Regions from separate parts of the Mus musculus genome. Here region 1 is linked to region 2. The links are chromatin contacts, called in public Hi-C maps. All regions are on one chromosome and are shown on one strand. Each heading gives the region's core, a stretch centred on a gene start, on an enhancer-like site or on the middle of the called end of the contact. The rest is flanking DNA. Distances are from core to core; before and after follow the strand shown.

What was found. Hi-C and Micro-C count contacts between places; a contact is called where the count stands out from the background.
Region 1: a Hi-C map of B cells shows a contact between it and region 2, with 4 times the contacts expected there. The contact joins two enhancer-like sites. A contact is called at or near these places in 25 of 484 Hi-C or Micro-C datasets (B cells, the BV-2 cell line, the CH12 cell line and 7 more), 7 of 115 datasets of contacts at active chromatin or transcription factors (all in embryonic stem cells) and 1 of 9 other capture datasets (embryonic stem cells).

What each region holds. Positions count from the first base shown.
Region 1 is chr17:88,253,502-88,257,911 of GRCm38.p6, forward strand. It overlaps Gm31615 (a long non-coding RNA gene), which reads right to left. Exons shown (of 7, transcript XR_877113.1): 4 at 197-794. Among named protein-coding and RNA genes, the nearest start is that of 1700116H05Rik, 52 kb to the right of the region's middle. Within about 2 kb of position 2,405, at least 266 of the 459 cell types and tissues checked have an H3K27ac peak or open chromatin away from gene starts, as enhancers often do. A contact at or near this core is called in B cells and the CH12 cell line, where this site is marked.
Region 2 is chr17:88,173,959-88,178,224 of GRCm38.p6, forward strand. No RefSeq gene overlaps it. Among named protein-coding and RNA genes, the nearest start is that of Gm31499, 14 kb to the left of the region's middle. Within about 2 kb of position 2,448, at least 37 of the 459 cell types and tissues checked have an H3K27ac peak or open chromatin away from gene starts, as enhancers often do. A contact at or near this core is called in B cells and the CH12 cell line, where this site is marked.

The DNA of each region.
Region 1 (4,410 bases), core at 1,155-3,654, 80 kb after region 2:
TGGTGGCACATGCCTTTAATCCCAGCACTCGGGAGGCAGAGGCAGGTGGATTTCTGAGTTCGAGGCCAGCCTGGTCTACAGAGTGAGCTCCAGGACAGCCAGGGCTATACAGAGAAACCCTGTCTCGAAAAACCAAATAAATAAATAAATAAATAAATAAATAAATAAATTAATTTAGTAATCTGCTCATATTTACCCGCTTCATCCTCTCATCATGCTTCCATGTGACAGGTGCAGGAAGGTAACGCAGGGCTTTGATTGTCAGAGTAGCTGGGAGTTGCAGTCTCATGCATGTTCCCAGGTTCCTGTCTACTTGTGCTATGATAGGCATCTTCTGGGAGCTCCAGTTTTCTCACTACAGAGTAAGAATAACAAGAATTAACCATGAAGCTTTGCTGCGCAGGAATGAGCTAGCCCCAACTTACTGAAGAAAGGAGCTATTATTAATATGCAGCATATGGACACACAACATATGCATTCTGAATGAATGAATGAATGAATGGGCACAAGGGAAGGTTGGGAAGGTTGGCCCAGGTCCCCTAAACTGATGAGCAACTTCTTTGAAATTATGCCTTTAGGAATTTGTTATTTGAGATGAGAAATGGGTAAAAAGAAAAACTCAGAAAGGTTGTATGAGAGACTCCTGCGTGGCTGGCATCCAAGCAGCAGGATGGACGGATAAACTTCCCAACTCTCCAAACCACACAGGCCGAAGCTGTGCACTGGAGACTTCCAGGATGCCAGATCTCTTTCATCCAGAAGGAAGGAGACGGAGTGCTCGACACAGCTCCTTTCTGTGAAGATAGAACATTGGTAGAAATCTTCGTATATTGATACAACATTGGAAATGACCATATGTTGTTACTGCCTTGGGAGTGGAAACTCAGTTATGAAAGGGATTCGGCTACGAAGTACTAGGACTGAGTCACTCTCGGCTAAGACTGGAGATTTCTTAAAACTAGAAGCAAAGCTTGGGAACTTTCTTGTCTCTGAAAGGCTGATAGGCTTCAGCATTAAAATCATATAATCAAAGTTAGGTGCTTTAATCCCAGCACTCAGAAGACAGAGGCAGGCAGATCTCTGAGTTCAAAAGGCTAACCTGGTCTACAAAGTGAATTCCAGGACAGCAAAGGGCCTGAAACTCTGTCTTGAAACAACCAAATATCTACACATATATAATATAGTTAATTTTTCCTGAATGCCTGTGGTAACAAACAATAAGAGTGATTATCTTGAAAACTATTTGTTGCCCGGTGGTGGTGGCACACGCCTTTAATCCCAGCACTTGGAAGGCAGAGGCAGATGGATTTCTGAGTTTGAGGCCAGCCTGGTCTACAGAATGAGTTCCAGGACAGCCTGGGCTACACAGAGAAACCCTGTCCCGAAAATCCAAACAAAGAAAGAAAGAAAAAGAAAGAAAGAAAGAAAGAAAGAAAGAAAGAAAGAAAGAAAGAGAGCTATTTGTTCTCTAGATCAAAATATATCCATCTTACTAATGTTACTACTTTTTAAAAACAGAGATTCATTATATACATTTTAGCAGAATACAATAAATACTTATTATACTAAGTAACAATAATCACAATAATTCGACTTGTAAAATAAAATACAATTAAGGTGGCCCAGGTGCCCAGTAATGAGTTTGAAGTAATGACTCATAAGTGCGAAGACTTCCCTGACTGGGTTTCTAACGTGATTACAAGTGGGTCATAAAAGTGAGTGTGAGAAACTAGCTTCCCAAACCAGGATCACCATTTACTGGAATCCATGAGTTCAGAGTAAGGCAGTAATCTTCTGGGGAGAAATGACTACTGTTGACTCATTAATCCAATAACTCTGTACTAATTACAGTGCCTCAGTTTCCCTATTTTATGAAGTTGTCACCTGCCTGCCGCTCAGTTGTGTTTGGAAAGTCCAGGGAGATAATAGTGTGTTTTGAAAATAAGGAATACATTATAAATGCTAAATAATAATAACAATAATAACAGGGAGTCTCTAATGACAGGGGTCCTTTAATAATACTCATCGAGTGTAATAGCATCACTAACCAGTAGGAACAAGACAGAGTGCGTTTGTCTTCTTAATCATCAGTTTGTCTCATGGGAAATTGGTAGAGAGAGGACTGGCGCCTCACACCGAGCCCCCACAGGCTTGCCAACCCGGTGACTCCTGCCCTCCAACTAGCACCTGCTTCGTTTCTCTTTAAGAAGGCGAGCGGTGTAACAGAAAGAAGGGGACAGAGGTATCCCAGCTCACATCCTAAGCCCAGAGAACAGGATTATAAAGTTTCAGTCCATAGCTGGTTGTAGAAAGAAAAGAAAAATAGGCTTGAGACCAAAGAGAGCAAAGGGCTTAGGGGGACGAAGGACCAAGGTAGCCACGAGGTGGCGACAATCCAGCTGGAAAGACCCGCTCGGGTGGCATAGATGGTTCGCAACCGAGGAAGGAACTTCCATAGACACAAAGAAGGGGTCTTCGGAACGGGGAAAAGGCATTTTGTCTGCTTCGCCGGCAGCGTATCGGGAGTTAGACATGACGAAGGCGACCTGGAGAAGGAGCGAGCAGCTCTCTTGTCATTCCTTGGGCTTCCACTTCCCAGGACCGCAGCCCTTGGTGTAGGGAGAATTTTGTGCAAAATCACCCGAAAAAGGTTTGACCCCCTCCTGCCGCCCGGAGGCCAGCCAGATGCTTCCCCGCAGCGACATTCCCAGGATTCCAGCCCGGGAGAGGACGATTTTGAGCCCAGCCACAGGCCTTGGGCCAGTATCTGGCTGCAACTGCGGGTCGGACTTAGCTCGGCAAGGCAAACCGGCCAGCTCACCCGGGGGCCGGGTCCTTGGAGCCCCTTGGGATCCGACCTTGGGGGAGGCTGCACCCTGGCTCTGGAAAGTGCAGCGGCCGTAGGGCGTGCCCGTAGCTCGGCTGCACCGGGTGCCTGGGAAAATGTCCGGAGCTGAGCGAGGCCCAGGGGGTAGGGGTGGGGGGTGGGGGTGCTCTGCTAGTTTTCTTTTGTTTCAGTGTGAATGTGAACACAACCACACCCTCGTTTGTGCTGGGCAGGAGGTAGCTGGCTTTGAAACTCCACTATTAGGAAATTTGAAATAGGGTTGTTAGGAAACTCCCTCGCAATTCTTAGGGCCGTCCTGGGCTGCCGAGCTTGGGCTCTAGCTGTCTGCCTGGTGCCATGCCTAGCCTACTGAGGTGCTACAATCTTTGGCCTGCCTAGAAGCCATGGGCGAATCCATGGCCCTCCCGCTTGGACCATGGTCAGCGATCAGGAAATCCGGGCAAGCTACTCACGGGCCCACCCCTCTGGGGTGTGGGGCGGGAGCCCTTGAGGAACACATGCCCCCGCAGGACTGCCTTATTTAAGCCCCACAGCATCATCACCTGCATTTTGCAGATGAGGGAAGCAAGCCTTTGGTACTGAGTAATTTGCCCGAGAATCTCAACTCTTAGAGGGGCTGGGATTTTACACTGGACCTGCATTTTTCTCCGAAGCCCTAGGCTATCTATGCTGCCTCCTACAGCCCCGCCAAGAGCCAACTGGGAGAAATATAAATAGAGCCAGGAATGAGCTTAAATTTTGGCAGGACAACCGAGGTTATTTTGGACTCTTCTTGCCTTTGAATGCAGACTGGAAAACAGCTAGTGTAAGCTCCACCTTCATCAACAAATGTTTTCCGTTTGTGTTTTATACCAGGAAACTAAGCACTGAGGTATCCCAGCGAACAGGACAGATCATATTAGTGTGTGATTGCACGAGTGTTTGGTGAGCTAATTATTAAGCTGTTAACTGAAAAACTGCCAATCTGGGCACTAGAGGGAGACTCCAGGCAGCAGGAGGAAGGGCAGTGTTCTTGCTGTAGGCAATCCCAGTAGGTTTCCCCTAGCAGGGTGGTTGGTTCCAATCAGATCTCTCCAGTGTTCCCAGCCAGTCTGTGTGCGGGTCAGCTGTGTCATAACCAGAGCAGGGCAGCATCCACTTCTCTGCAGCCTGAGCTCAGGTACCAGAGTTCTCCTTAGTGTTCCCTAGTCCTGGCAGGGTAACTGGGCCTCCTTACACCCTTCCTATACCCAGTGTTGCGCTGGTAAGTGTTCCAAAAACAACAACAAAAACAACAACAACAAAAAACAAACAAACTAACCTAACAAAAAGAAAGACCCTTAGTTTGCAATGAGTGGGTGGGAGGTCTCTACGGTAGAGATCACTTTCCCGGGGGTCACTTTGTATCTCTTCAATCTTACAGACAGGTACACAAATGCTACCCACCACACACATACACTGTCCTGTGCCCTATTGAAAAGTTAGTTTGCTTTCTTTCTTTTTTTTTCTTTCTTTTTTTTTTTTTTTTTTGGTTTTTTCGAGAACCTACATAGCCCTGGCTGTCCTGGAACTCACTTTGTAGA
Region 2 (4,266 bases), core at 1,198-3,697:
TCTGGTGCCAGCCTCACCCGATGGTGAAAGCTATAAATTATTAAAATAAAAGATATCTGATGTGCATTTCTGGACTTAAAAATTCTGTAATCTGGTGAGAGACCCCAAACCTCAGAATGTTTAAAAGTTTACAAGAATACTAGAAAAAAAAAAAACCCTAAGGTTTCCAGAAAACATACTGGGCATGTATGCTACAGAGGTGTGTGTGTGTGTGTGTGTGTGTGTGTGTGTGAGAGAGAGAGAGAGAGAGAGAGAGAGAGAGAGAATTCATAAAGCAGTGGGGATTTAACTGGACCTTGGGGAAGGCAGACTGGATGGAGAGTTATCATTAATATTATACAGTGAGACTATGCTTATACATGAGAGCAGCTGTATAAACACGGACCCTTCCAAGTCTCCATTCGAGAGCACTCTTTGAACAGAAATCTGAAAGCAATTCCCTTTGCGTAAGCATCACGCGGAGGGGATGGGAGAACCAGCGCAAGAGGCCAGTTCTGCTTCGACCCCTTGTTTATTCCTTGGATTATGTTTGCTTAAGCTTTCCAGGCCAGCTTGCACACCTCTGTGTGGAAGGGCTCTGCGGTTGTGATGTGAGTGAATTCTTCAGCTCTCCTAGTTCCTGGAGCCCTGAAGCTGCGAGACTCCAAAGCCTTGTGCCAGTCACAGACGATCCACTTTAAGAGCTTTCTGAGGCAGCCTCCTGGGCTTGGCAAACACTGTGACTTGGTGTGATCTTGGCAGGGTGGAGCACTACTTTCATTCTGCCCTTAGAAATTTGGTTAGCAAGGGGTTGGGGGGGCACTTGGGGATTGGACGACCGGCTGATTGAGGAGAGAGGTCGGTGAACACAGAATGTCACTAGAGTCCTTTGCACTCACTGGAGCCCCATCAGACAGTAGATGCACACTGGAAAACCTTTTTATAACGAGTTCTTTGCATCTGTGATCTGAGTCCAAAAGGCTCCAACTTTACCCACTCCCTCCTAGTCTTTTTACTCCTCTATAGGAAAGTCATGTTCTTTTGTTTACCCCAGCAATGATGTCTCTCCCCTACAGAGAACATGTGTTGACAAAACACAAGCATCCAGCAATTCAAGCCTCTACATTTAGAAAAATGGTTGGCTTTTAGTTGAAGAGAACATTGGAAATTTACTTTCCATCCCAAAACAGCTAAATTGCTACACATCAATTACATCTGAAGAACAAAGTAAGAAAGAAAATTTCAGGTATCAAAAACTAAGAGGTTAGGGAGAGATGGCTTAGTAGTTAATAGAGGTATTCCTCTCCTTGAAAAGAACAGAAATTCATTTCTAGCATGCAAGTTGGGTGTTTCCCTGCCACCCGCAACCCCAACTTAGGCGGACTCTGATGCCCCCTACTGGCCTCCTTTGGCACCTACACTAATGTGCACATGCCCACCAACCAATTAAAAATAAAAATACTTCCTTAAAAAACAAACAGATAACTTGGAATGGGAGAGTCTTCATAGGGAGTCTATGAAGGTGACTCTAGCTGAGACCCCCTAGCAATCGGGGATATGGAGCCTGAAGTGGCCATTGCCTGTAGCCAGGCAGGACACCAACCCACCCACAAAATCTTCAGCCTAAAATTTGTCCTGCCTACAAGAAGTGCAGGGACAAAGAGGGAACAGCCAACAAATACCTGGCCCAATTTGAACCCATCCTATGGGCAAGCACCAATCCCTGCCACTATTAATAAAACGGTTGCACTTGCAGACAGGAGACCAATATAACTGTTCTCTGAGAGGCTCTACTCAGCAGCTGACTGAAACAGATGCACAGCCGAACATTAGGCAGAATTTGGAGACTCTTGTGGAAGGGTCGGGAGCAAGGATGAGGGACCGGAAGTAGGTAGCGACTCCACAGGAAGACCAACAGAGTCAACTAATTTGGACCCTTGAGGGCTCCCAGACACTGAACCATCAATCAAAGGGTGATCATGAGCTAGACCTAGGCCACCTCCCCCGTTTTGTATCATGCAGGTTCCCCAACAACTGGAGTGTGAACTCACCCTGACTCGTTTTTCTGCCTGTGGATCCCGTTCCCCTAACTGAGCTACCTTGTCTGGCCTCAGTGGGAGAGGAATCACCTAGTACGTCAGTGACTTGAGGTGCCAGGGGTGGGGTGGGGTGGTGGTAGTGGTTGGTACACAAGGGGAACTTCCCTTTTCTCAGAGGAGAAGGGGAGGGGGGACTGGGAGGAGAAGTGAGACTGTGATTGGGTTGTTAAGTGAATAAATAAATTAATTCATTAATGGTAAAACAGTCAAGCAACAACAACAACAACCAACCAACCAACCAACCAACACAACCCAACCACAGAGAGAGAATCCACAGAGATAAGTGGAATGTGAACACCACGAGCAATCCACCTCCCCCCTTTGGGGTTTTAATCATTGCTGTGAACTGGTTAAGTCTTTAGGCTGCTGCTAAGCTTCTCAATCCCCTAGAGACTGTGGTTGTGACCTGTTGTCACTTTTGGGCTCTGAACATCTAAAGAGGCAACTCAGCAAAATCTTTGATATGTGCTAGCTGAACAGGCTCAAATCCTGTGACCCTCTCATGGTTTATAGAGAAGCTGTGAACTGAGAATCCAAACTCAATGTTCTTATGCAGTTGTGAATTCCATGAATCTTAAACAAAGGTAGCTCTGTGTGTGTGTGTGTGGGGGGGGGGGAAGCCTCACAGGTCTTCTCTATCTCCCAGAGCACAATGCAAAAGGGGCTTTCAGCTTTCAGTCCACAGAAAGTGAGAAAGGTGTAGCCTGTGATGAAGGATACGTTTTAAAGGAAGAAAATTTGTCTATCATCTATCTATCTATCTATCTATCTATCTATCTATCTATCTATCTATCTATCACTCTATCAATCATCTATCTACCAATCATCTACATAGCTATCTATCATCTATCCATCCATTTTATCTATCAATCATCTACCCATCTATCATATCTATCTATTTATTCACTATACCTACCCTATCTCTCTATCTCCCTATCTCTCTCTCTCTCCTATCTATCTATCTATCTATCTATCTATCTATCTATCTATCTATCTATCTATCTATCTATCTATCGACAAGATTTCTCTGTATAGCCCTTGCCATCCTGGAACTTGCCCTGTAGACTAGGTTGCCCTTGAAATCATAGATCTGCCTGCCTCTGCCTCCCAAGTGCTGGGACTAAAGGTGGGAAGAAAATTTTAAAAATTATATAGTAACTCTTTCAAAGTTCTGTTTTCTTAGTCACAACTTATTTAGTGCCTTTATGTTGGATAGAAAGTGTTCTTCTAAAAGGCTATTACAGGGGCTTTCCCTAGATGGTGGCTCTACTTTGGGGCGTACTGGACTTTACGAGATACAAACTAGTTGGAGGCTGTGGGTCACAAGGGACCTGTCCTAGGAGGCTATATATTGTCCTAGGACATGCTCTTTCTCCCTCTCTGCATTCTACCTCCCATGAGGTCCCGAGCCTCTGCCCTATGTCTTTGAGTTTTCTTTGACTGTTGTGTCAATGTTTTCTATGGTGTCTTCTGCACCTTAGATTCTCTCTTCTATCTCTTGTATTCTGTTGGTGATGCTTGCATCTATGGTTTCTGATCTCTTTCCTAGGTTTTCTATCTCCCTTTGTGATTTCTTTATTGTTTCTAGCTCCATTTTTAGATCCTGGATGGTTTTGTTCATTTCTTTCACTCGTTTGATTGTTTTCCTGTAATTCTTTAGGGGATTTTTGTATTTCCTCTTTAAGGGCTTCTACCTATTTACCTGTGTTCTTCTGTATTTCTTTTCTTTCTTTCTTTCTTTCTTTCTTTCTTTCTTTCTTTCTTTCTTTCTTTCTTTCTTTCTTTCTTTCTTTCTTTCTTTCTTTCTTTCTTTCTTTGTTTTTTGTTTTGTTTTTGTTTTTGTTTGTTTTGTTTTGTTTTTTTTCGAGACAGGGTTTCTTTGTGTATTCCTGCCTGAGTTATTTATGTCCTTTTTAAAGTCCTCTATCACCATCATGAGAAGTGATTTTAGATCAAAATCTTGCTTTTCCTGTGTGATGGTGTATCCAGGACTTGGTATGTTGGGAGAATTGGGTTCTGATGATGCCAAGTAACCTTGGTTTCTGTTGCTTATGTTCTTATGCTTGCCTCCTGCCATCTGATTATCTCTAGTGCTGCCTGCCCTGGCTATGTCTGACTGGAGTCTGTCCTTCCTGTGATCCTGGGTGTGTCAGAACTCCTCATTGTCAAGCTGTCTCTGTGATCCTGT